2 separate regions of the Lactuca sativa genome follow, and region 1 is linked to region 2. A link is a contact called in public Hi-C data. All regions are on one chromosome and are shown on one strand. Each heading gives the region's core, a stretch centred on a gene start, on an enhancer-like site or on the middle of the called end of the contact. The rest is flanking DNA. Distances are from core to core; before and after follow the strand shown.

The links. A called contact is a pair of places that touch in the nucleus more often than the background predicts.
Region 1: a contact with region 2 is called in a Hi-C map of seed, with 2.4 times the contacts expected there. The contact joins the promoter of LOC111908772 here to the promoter of LOC111908771 in region 2. A contact is called at or near these places in 2 of 4 Hi-C or Micro-C datasets (leaf and seed).

The regions. Positions count from the first base shown.
Region 1 is chr9:471,585-477,519 of Lsat_Salinas_v11, reverse strand. It overlaps LOC111908772 (L-cysteine desulfhydrase), which reads right to left and starts at 1,530. Exons shown (of 2, transcript XM_023904580.2): 1 at 15-1,530. The coding sequence starts at 1,411. The coding sequence ends at 29.
Region 2 is chr9:328,196-333,847 of Lsat_Salinas_v11, reverse strand. LOC111908771 (protein translocase subunit SecA, chloroplastic) reads left to right here and starts at 3,454. Exons shown (of 20, transcript XM_023904579.3): 1 at 3,454-4,052; 2 at 4,326-4,398; 3 at 4,530-4,736; 4 at 5,551-5,652. The coding sequence starts at 3,594.

The sequences.
Region 1 (5,935 bases), core at 281-2,780, 150 kb before region 2:
AGGGGATGACATACCAACTTTATTCTCTCTAAGAAGGATAAGGAAGCATCTTGCAATTAAAACTATCATGCAAAAGCTGGTTGATAGCGTCCCTGAATTTGAGATAGTCATCAATGGTGTTGTAAACCTGATGAGAAATCCTAGCATAGCCGGTGATAAAATCAGCACTACCACCCTCGACCTCCTCTGCTGCTGCTGTGTCTTTCAATGGCTGGTAGTGTATAGGAACTTCCACCTTAAATTGGTCTCTCAGATGATTTCTTAACCTAGAAGCATCACCATCGCTTAAAACCCCCAATGAAGAAGGCAGGCCGACCATGGCCATGCTAGGACACATTTCAGGAGGCGACCCCAGGCTGGTCCCCCAAGCCTTAGCCAGCATCTCTGCCATTTCAACAACAGCTTCATGATTCCTATCCCTAATTCCATCCATCCCCCCTTCAAACCTGTTGATGAAATCTATAACCTCCGGGACAAGCAGCTGAGAGCTGTAATCCCGTGTACCTATCCAGGCACTCTCTATGGCGAGTCCATTTCCATATTCATGCGACACCACAGGGTGGTGCAGCTCCGAGGAGGATAAAGAAGATTTCCGGCAGTAAAGAAGAGCCACGGATGGTGGGCAGAAAAACCACTTGTGTAAGTTACTGACGTAGAAATCAGCCCCTATATCCTTCACATCAACCGAGACACTACCAACCGCGTGGGCAGCATCCACAAACACCTGGCTCACTCCTTCTTCCCTGCAAATCTTTACCAACTCACGAACTGGAATTATGAGAGAGGGCATGGAGGTTATGTGATCAATTATGGCTAACCTAACTTTCCTACCGTTGGCCTTGCCCCTTGCCAAACCCTTTCTAAATTCGGAGATTATTTCTTCGTTGGACTTGATAGGGAAAGGAAGATGTACCACGATAACGGAGCCACCTGCACGGGTCACATAAGCCTCGATGGATTTCTTCACGGCTTGGAAAGCACAGTGAAGCATGACGACAGCGTCTCCTTTGTGGAAACGGCCTTCCGCGAATGCCCATCCAACCTGCTGGAGAACAATCGCTGCGGCGGTGGTGGCATTGTCAACGATTGATACTTCAGAGACGTCATCGGCGTTGATAATGTCCTTGATTAGGGTTCGGGAACGGAGGATTTGGGTAGGTAGTTGGTTGAAGAAGAAATCGTCGGGTTGTTGAAGAAACTTGAGCTGCCACCGTTTCTGGGCTGCGATGATGGAACCTGGGCAGCTGCCGAAGCTGCCGTTGTTTAGACGGGCAACGCCATGCTGGTGATGGGCGAATTCTTGTTGAATTTGGGATTGAGTAATGAATGATGATAGTTTAGGTTTCTTCGGAAGATGGATATGGTTGCTGTTCTCTTCGGGGTCGTCTCTATGGGTTCTAATTTCACCCATTTTCTCTGTATCTTGTTCCTAGGGTTTCATGTGAAGGGCTGCACTGTTTGTGTCAAATTAGCACCGGACAGAAACCGGATGCCTTTCTTTTTCTTTTTATTCATTAGACCAGGGAGTGGTTCATTACACTAGACGGAGGGGGTGGGGTCTGGACAGCACTCTTCTTACCATATTGGCAGAAAGTGTACCTTGGTGCGGTAGAAAGTTCTAAGAGATCATTCTTTCAAACAACGTAATCGGTTCTTTTTTCTTACCTCCTTTTAATTGGTCCTTTTTATTTATTAAAAAAAAAAATAAATAATACTTAATTGTGGCATCACTCCTTAGGTGTGGTATGAAACCACATTTTTATGGTAACAGGTGAGGTGGCGCCTACGTGTCATTGCGGTTTCATGAGGGAGTGCGGAACCACTCCCTCCAACCTTATTGTGCGATCATCACATTTCTTGTGTTCAAAGTCATATATATATATATATATATATATATATATATATAGAGAGAGAGAGAGAGATAATCATTTGAGAACTTATAATTTTCCGAGAACCCGAGAACTAAAAGTGGACCATCAGATTAAAACAATTAAGGGCTAAGATCTTTTATGGCACTTTTGTAGATAAATGGAAAATTAAACAAGGGGGTATGGTTCTGAAATTAATCTAAGGGCATTTATGGTACTGAAAAGATCATTCCTCCCAAATCAATCGATGCCCTCTTTCTCTCAAATCCATCGATCGTATTCTTCTCATCATCCCTCTTTCTCTTATAGTTTCATCGTCGATCGTTGCCCAAGAACCAACATCCATCATCTGAAATCTATGGTTTCCTTCCTATTCATTGAATCGAGAAAGGTGAAGACTTTACACGACTCATTGAAATCTAAGATCCTTTGAATCTGAATTCTAAGCCATAAAATTCTGCGACTTTTCTGTTTAGGTCGTCTCATCATCGACGAGCACATTGCAAGGTGAAATTTAGGCTACCAGATTATCGATCGGCTTCCTCCTCCCTTCATCGGCCACCTCTACCATTGTCGACTGCCAATCTACCCACAGATCCTCCTGGATAAATTTCTGAACTCGTGCTTTGTGATTTGCACTTCAGTAGCTCTTTCCACCTCTGTCTTCATTATCGATGTGCACTCAGTTGCCGCTTTCATTGTCGTTGCGCCTAGGAAGTTGCAGATTGTTGACCTCGCCATTGTTCGTCTTTTCTAGGAGAATAATCTTTCTGTTCGTCTACATTACCAATTTAGTTTCCAGGTATTTAGCTTTCTTGTTCCAATTTTGATGGATACTTGTTTTATGTCCTTCATTGTGTTTGTTGGATTTGATACATAGTGATCAAATCGAGTTATTAAGCACAATTGTTTTTGTAGTATAGTATAACCGTAAATGATCCAACACTTTTGCACATATTTTTAAATTTTAATGCTCATTTCATGAGATCATTAGAAAAAGCTACATGTTATGAACTTACAATCCTTAATTGCCTACATTTGGCTTGTTGATTTCGTGGAATCAACTGATCTTTAATATTATGCGGTTTAGACAGGATGTGTTTACTCTGGATGTGTTGGAGGTGCCTCAAGGATTTGGATCAGGCTTTGTTTGGGATACCTAAAGGTCATTTTGTCACAAATTATCATGTTATACATGGTGCATCCGATCTCAGGTTTGTTGTTTTTCGTATTTCCATTGTGTTGAAATGTGGCTGGATTGATTACCTTTTTCCCTGTGAATTCATAACTTTTATCTGATAAGATTGAAATGATGTATGCTTGTTCAGGGTAACTTTGGTTGGTCATACCACTTATGATGCTTTCTATCTCATTATTCCTATTGTCTCTCTATTTCTTTCAAAAATATTTTGCAATTGGACGTGATGAAGGGAAGGAACAAAACAAAGGTAGTACAGATTATTTGGTTGATGCTTTATGGATTGCATAACATCATGATTAAGTTAGTGGTACTGCAAAACATGTAGTTAAATGAAAGATTCGGAATGGATGGCGATAGATCAAAAGGAGGTGAAAACTAGTTGTATTTTATCAAAACTTTATCTTTTAAGTGTGTTTATTGTGTGAAATTGTCAGATTTGTCGTGTTGAAGACATAGTTGAGAACGACATATTTAAGGGATGTCAAAGAGAAAATCTCATCTTCACACCAAGAGCTTCTGGAACAAATGCAGTTGTAATTAGAGGTGCATTAAGAGCTGAAAGACCAAAGTTGTTTACTGTAATCTTACTTGAAAGTTTGAAAAAACAACCTCCCGAAAGCCAAGAGTTACTTTCAAAAGTAAGATTTTAGGTTTTACTTTTATTCATGCAAATTTACATTTTTACCCTTGATAAAGTAGATGTATTACTTTTTTCCGTTTCTTTCAGGTAATGAATGTGACTGAAACCCCCAAATAATGATCATCTCCCATTGATTGAATCCCGTAGTTGTGGAAAATCTTAAAAATAAGCTTTTTATTATCATTTTTTCACATATTTAGCTTGTTTATATTATTATAATTTTTTATTTTGATTTGTTTTAGGTTGTGTAACATGGATATATTATCTTAGGAATAGGCTCCGACTTCTGATTGAAGTTCTATGTCCACCTACCCCACCGATGATTCACTCATCGAGTCTGTCGGTTTCCCTATACCTTTACAAATTCGGAGCCTATTCCTGGAAGGTAAATTTATTCTTCACCCTGAAATGTAACCATTTACACACATACAAAAAAATATTTCTCTCACTACTCAATTCCTTGGAATTCTAGTTGGTTAGATATTTACATGTGAATGTTATGTGGTATATTCACATGTGAATATTGCATTAGGATTCACATGTAAATATTACATGATATATCCATATGTGAATATAATATAACATATTCACATGTAAATCACAAGTGAATCACATAATAATTATATGTGATTCACATGTAATTACTATATGAATCACATGTAATTAACATATGAATCACATGTGATTCACATGTAATTCACATATTAATCATATTTGATTCACGTGTAAATCACATGTGATTTTACATCTGAATCACATGTGATTTACATGTGAATCAAATGTGATTAATATGTGATTCACATGTAAATCACATATGATTCACATATGATTCACATGTAAGTCACATGTGATTCACATATTAAATCACATTTGATTCACATGTAAATCTCATGTGATTCACATATGAATCACATGTGATTCACATATTAATCTTATTTGATTCACATGTAAATCGCATGTGATTCATATGAAAATCAAAGGTAAGTCACATATGATGTCATATGTAAATGTGATTCATATGTGAATCACATGTGATTTATATGTGAATCTGTAACGTCCCAAAAATACGAGCCAAAAATTTCATTTTAAAACATACCATTTGCAAAACATTATAAATAAAACATTCACGGATCATGACATTTCATAAAAGATGCTGTTTGTCTGGAAACCATTTCGTAAAACATAATACTATCAGAGTACAAAACCCCAGGAGAATCCCATAGAGCGGAATACAAAGCGTGTGTGTGATGTACCGCTACCGTGTCGGCTCCTTCCCCTTTGAAAAAGAGGTACCTGAAACCAAAACTGAAAACTATAAGCATGAAGCTTAGTGAGTTTCCCCCATATTACCACATACCATACAATTATATATCATACACACTACCGGGCAATTATGGGGTGCCCGACCTACCCGGTACAGCCATTCTGGGGTGCCGACCTACCCGTGTCGAGCCGTTTTGGGGTGCTGACTACCCATGTCAAGCCATTCTGGGGGGCTGACTACCCATCGGCCCTAACAACCGATCCTCGGGGACTATTTCACCCCCTACTGCTACTATCACATATATCATAACATAACATATTATCAGACATATCTGGGGTGTCCGATCTACCCTTTGGTCCTAACGACCGAACTTGGGGACTATTCCCCTCATACTTCCGCTATCACATATAACATACCATGCCAGCATATAAACATATCATCACATACTGTCAGACATATCTAGAGTGTTTGACCTACCCTTCGGTCCTAACAACCGAACTCTACTACTATCACATATACATATCATGCTAGCATATAACATATCAGGTAGTAGCAAACCTAGATGATATCACAAAGACAATCATCTAACATACAACTCCCACTGGTGGGCCGACATTGTGGCCATAGACCCACCGCTACTGGAAGGTAACCCACCTCAAAGTAGTTGATGATCTGTGTGGGAACTGACTGTCTTCTGCTGCTGCCGCTCCGGAAATCCTCCGACTATAATTCCCACAAAACCCTTAGTCAATTACTGCTAACCGACCTCAGGGTAAAATGACCATTTACCCCTTACCAATCAAGAGTCAAAGTCAAAGTCAACTGCCAGTTGGCCCGACTCGCCGAGTTGACTTGCCAACTCGCCGAGTCTCTATCCTTTTGTCCGACCATAAACCCGTCTCTACTCGTCGAGTTAAGCATTGACTCGACGAGTCCTCCTTCTAAAATAAAGGCCAATAGTC
Region 2 (5,652 bases), core at 2,205-4,704:
TATTTCTTGAAAATTTTTCATACTCTCAATTTTTTTTTTCAAAATTTGCAACACTTTTATTGAGATGGAAGCAATTTATATTCTTGAGAGTTCACATTATTAAACAAATTTAAAACGCAAATCTTTGGGCCATAATAAAATGCAACACTATCTTTTTTACAACTTCATAATCTTAATCATTTTTTTGCCCATTATTAATTATTGTATGATGTCTCAACTTAAATCTTTTTCCATATGTTTATTTCATTTTATTTTTATTGAGGGGTATTTTAGACATTTAATTGATAATCAAACATTTTTCTAAACAACATGCCAAGTCATTTTTTTAATGTCAATGAAGTGCTTAAAAAGCTGTATTTTTTATTCATCTAAGAAAGGTAAAAACTTGAACGTTAAGGTTAATGATGTTGATAATATTTTTTCACCCTTGAGCGCTTTCTTGATTGATCGAGTGAGTGAATGATATCCAGTAGATTAATAGATATGTTGGTGATCGTGATGTATATATGCTAATCGATGTTCATAAGACTTGAGTGTGGCAGGGGCAGGTGCCTCCCTTAATAAGGAAAATATAAAAAGAATCATGTGGACCAAATTATGAGTTATAAATAAAACAAGTAATGAAAGTTACCAAAAATGAAAGTATTGCGTTCTTATGTTATGGGGACAACACAAAAAGTTATGACATTCATTATTATTGTCATGAAGTTAGGTTTTCGGAAATCTTTGCTATGATTCTCTTCCATTAAAAAGACGAGTGTTTAAATTGTGGACTTGATAGGCGTTAGTTACATAGCTTTGGGCTTTGTTGATTCACATTCGATCTTAGTTCAGTTGTTATGATTTATAATGAGTCTTGTACGACTGTAGTGCTGACAGAACTCACCCGAAGAGAAAGTTGGACCTTGAGTTCCAAATCCCTGAAGAGTGATATGAGATAATCGAATCATAACTTAATTAATCTTGTTACCCATCTTGTTCTTGGCAAGACCATGCAAAGTTTATAAATCATCAAGACCACCATGTATGATTGATGATAGTATGTATGTTTACTAACATTTATATAAGGTCATGATCACATTTCTCTCGTTGGTTGCTGCAACTAAAAGTAATTTTGAAAGTTTTTATTATGTTGTAGCCAAGGGTGAAAGGGAGGTTCTGATTTTGGCAAGCATACTACGTAACATCACTAATTTGTATTCTTTTTCTTTCACAAATTCTGTTTTTGCTTTAATTGCTTTTGCTTGCCTTCCGTTTCTTTAATCAACTTGGTTTCATTTTTTTTTTATTTTTAAATTTTGTCACTATGCTCACCCCTAATAAACACTATACAAACATGTTGTACTGCTAGTACCAGAATTTTCTTCTATTCCATCTACATTTAAAATGTCACATAAAAACATATATCTTATTTCTAAAATTTTAATGACAATTTTTTATTTATTATATTATTTTATCAAAACATAATAATTAGAGTAAGATATAGTCTTGGTCCATGTGGTTTGGGAAAAATATCACTTTTGGTTATTATTGGGATTTTGTCATGGGTGGTTCCTCTCGAGGATTTTGATATCACTGTTGGTCCTTGGGAGTTAGGGTGGTGGGTATGGTTAACGGGGTGGTGAGGCCAGGTAAGCACCAAAAATCTTCTTAATCTCCACCTTTTTTTTGGGGTGGTGTTCCATGTAAGGAACGATGTTGAGATGAAGAAAAAACGAGGAAGAAAGAAAGAAATCAAAGAGAAAATCGTGTTGTAGCTTATTGCCATCACCACTGAAGACCACATAACGGGAAGGGGAAGGGGGAGGCGGGAGTGTTGTTCCCATGTGGTAATGCCATTAAAGGCTGTCTACGTCACAAAAACGACACTTGCCGTTGTCCACTCTGAGTCATCTTAACCCTGCATGTTTCTTCCGTCCATCAATCAAACATGTCCCTCACATTGAGTTCATATATAGAGAACTCACCAATGTTAACATACTCCACATATGTTACCTTTCCATCTAGGTACTTTCTCTTCTTGGAACTTTGGAAAAAAAATACACCATGATTGATTCTCATTGGAAAGAAAATCGAAAGACCCTATATAAAAGAATGATTTTTTTAAGAAAAAACATTCTTTTTCAAAGATCTAAGCTAAAACATTGCTATGTTAAATTAATTGTAAACCTCATTCACATCTACACAAATTGATGAACAACAATTATGCCACATCGTGGTTGGAACATCTTGTTTCCTTGCTTTTTCTCTCAAGATTTTTCTAATTGCAATGTTTAAGATTAAGGCAAATGATTGCAAGGAGAAAGTTGGAGAAGATGATGAACTGTAGCTCTGTAAATCATAGCCTTAATTAAAGTTGTTAATAGTATAAAATAAGGTTGAAAAGACAATTTTACCATCTAAGGGACACATGCTCTCCTTTAAGTGGAACATCTTAGGTGTTGTTTGTTTTTTTTCTCAAAAGCTCTTCTTGATACCATTTTTGTCCGCGTCCCTGTAGATGGCGCACATACATTTAACCTTGCAGACCTTTTGTTTTTTAGAAGACTGTAGACCTAAAAAGGTCTAGGGGCCTCTTCTTGAGGCAGACTTGGTCCATCCACTTCTTACCTCTTCAAACATCTGAGCATGTATTTTTTTTAAAGGATGCAACCATACATTATAATTTATAAGGATCAAAAGGTCTATGTTTTTCAATTTTATATTCAATTATATATTCGTTATATAAAAGTCTCACCCTTGTTTTCTTTTTTCAAGGAACTGATATGGGACACATGACTTTCTTACACCATCTAGTTTTTTTTTTTTTACAATTAACATTACTTTAAATATCACAAAAAATATAATTCAATTTAAAATAGTATGTGAGAAATATAATAGTTTTAAAACTAATAGTATCTAATAATTTAATAAGTTAGAGGATGAAAACATGAAAACACAATAATTAATATGTTTCCTAATTATATAAAACAAATCTTTTGAATTTTAAGTATTAACAAAAAATTTAAAAATTAAAAAAACTATAATGATAGTTGTATAATTTTAATTTAAGTATTGTGAAACTATAATTATTGAAAGTCTTTTTAAATTTCAAAAAACAAAGTTTATATACATTTTATTTTTTTTACACGATCTGTAGACTTTAAAAGAAAACAATCTTTTTCTTGCAGACTGGTTCATCTTTTTTTTTTTTTTTTTTTTTTTTTTGTTTTTTTTTTATAGATGTCTACAAATATGATTCTCAGACTGGAGATTTACCTATTAAAAAACAAACAACATTAGATGGTAACAATATGAGGGACCAGCCATGCAACTTTTGGGAACTATAGAGACGACCCATATCAATTTTCAAAAAGCTGGACTCAAACTACACATGGGTGTAAACAACATGGACCAAAAGTATAATTTACTTTTTTCCCGATTTCGGTATATCAAGATCGACACCTTATCCGAAGCAGTTTGCTTTGCTAGTCTCATCCAATTTTCCCCACTCATCTTCTTCGTTGCATAACTGAGAAGGGGTTCTTACCTTCGAAGTCATGGGGTACCCAGTAGCAAGTATATAACAGTAGTAGTAATTTTTGGGAAGTGGAATGGCGCTCCCATCTCTGTCGCCCACCAATAACTTTTCCTCCCCATCCTCCTATTCTGTTTCACCTTTCAGTTCCAAATTTCCCACTTTTCATCGTCAACTCAATAGTTATTGCACTCGACATCTTCTACTATTAAGGGAATGCACCAGTAGCAGTAGCTTCCTTTTCCGGGGTGGAAAAAATAACTCGGCACACGGATATTGTCATTTTTACGCTCCAAGAGAGCGGAAGACGATGACAGTGGCGGCGGCGTCATTAGGAGGTCTACTGGGCGGAATCTTCAAGGGTGGGGCTGACACCGGGGAGTCCACCAGGCAGCAATACTCTGCCACCGTCGCTCTCATCAACTCTCTTGAATCCGAGCTGACGTCTCTCTCGGACTCTCAGCTGAGGGATAGGACCACTCTCTTGAGGCAACGAGCTCGCCAAGGTCCCCAATCTTTAGACTCTATTTTACCTGTAAGCACATCTCATTTCTATATCACATTTGGGATTTGGAGACCATGTATTGTTCTCTACACATTTTCCCCTTTGAATTTGCGTAAGGATAATACAATGCAAGAAAAAGAGATAACTGACTTTATTTTTTCGGTCCTGTTGGTTCATAAACCACCTCTTGTTGGAAGACCTATATTCCTCTTTCTCTGCAACGTTCTTAAATCATTACTTTGGCTGTTAGAAGTGTTGTGCTCCGTGGCTTATCATTCTAAATATATATATAATATCGTGCAGGAGGCGTTTGCTATAGTGAGAGAGGCTTCGAAGAGGGTTCTAGGTCTTCGTCCTTTTGATGTTCAACTGATAGGTAAATAAATACTAAATTGTTTTGAGTTCAATTCGGCTACAACATCAAACCTGAAATGAGAAACTAGGCTGCTTAAAAAGCATGAAAGTTTAATGTCCATTACAATTTACAAACATGCTATGGTGATGTAGGTGGCATGGTACTTCATAAAGGAGAAATAGCTGAAATGAGGACGGGAGAGGGAAAGACTCTGGTGGCCATATTACCAGCTTATTTAAATGCTTTAAGTGGTAAAGGAGTTCATGTTGTTACTGTGAATGATTACCTTGCAAGGAGGGACTGTGAATGGGTCGGTCAAGTTGCCCGTTTTCTTGGACTCACGGTTGGCCTAATCCAGCGTATACTTCTTCTTCTTCTTCTTTTGATTTATATGCATATGGTTATTGTATAATTGTTGAAGGTGGATGGATAACAAAGTTAAGAGGACTTTGTTATCTAACTTTCAATCCAAATAAGATCAACCCTTAGCTAGAGTCTTTCTTCATGTACCTCAAAATTCTGGTGACAAGAATTAGGTGTGATAACTAGGATTTTTGCATTGTATGCCATGTTTGTTGCAAACTGTAAAAAAGATGAGTAAGGAAGTATCATATCCAAGCACAACATAAACACTTTAGAGTGACCATATTAATTAGAAAATCATCAGTACCATACAAGGCTTGACAATTTAGCTCTTTTTGTTGTTTTGTATCAGTTGGATTAAGAGTTTGTGGGCTTGGTTATTGACAACATCAAAAATTGCCCAATATTTACAGTAATAGACTCATTATGACCTAGTTTGATGAAGGCTTTTCCCTTTTGTGGGTAGGCTACTAGGCTCAGTGCCCTTTTACCTTGGTGCCCATGTCATCCTATTGCAACTTCAAAGAACGATGTGCCCTATGCTACAACCCAGGCCCACAAAACTCAAAAAACATGTCATTACTTAAATAGCATACATGAGATATGATGTTATTAAGATTTTTTTGGCTGATTTTCATCTTTCTGTCTAACTGGAAAAGTCAGAGTTTTCCTCTTCATTTTCTTGTTCTTTTTGACATTTTTCCTTTCCTAATAGATGCAATTGTACTTGATTAGCTATGAGTGCTGGTGTATTCTAGATCTCAGGTTTCTTAGTTGAAAGTATCCCCCTGACAATCAATTATTTGGCAGAAAACATGACAAGTGAACAAAGGAGGCAGAATTACTTGTGTGACATCACATACGTCACCAATAGTGAGCTTGGTTTTGATTACTTAAGAGACAATCTTGCCA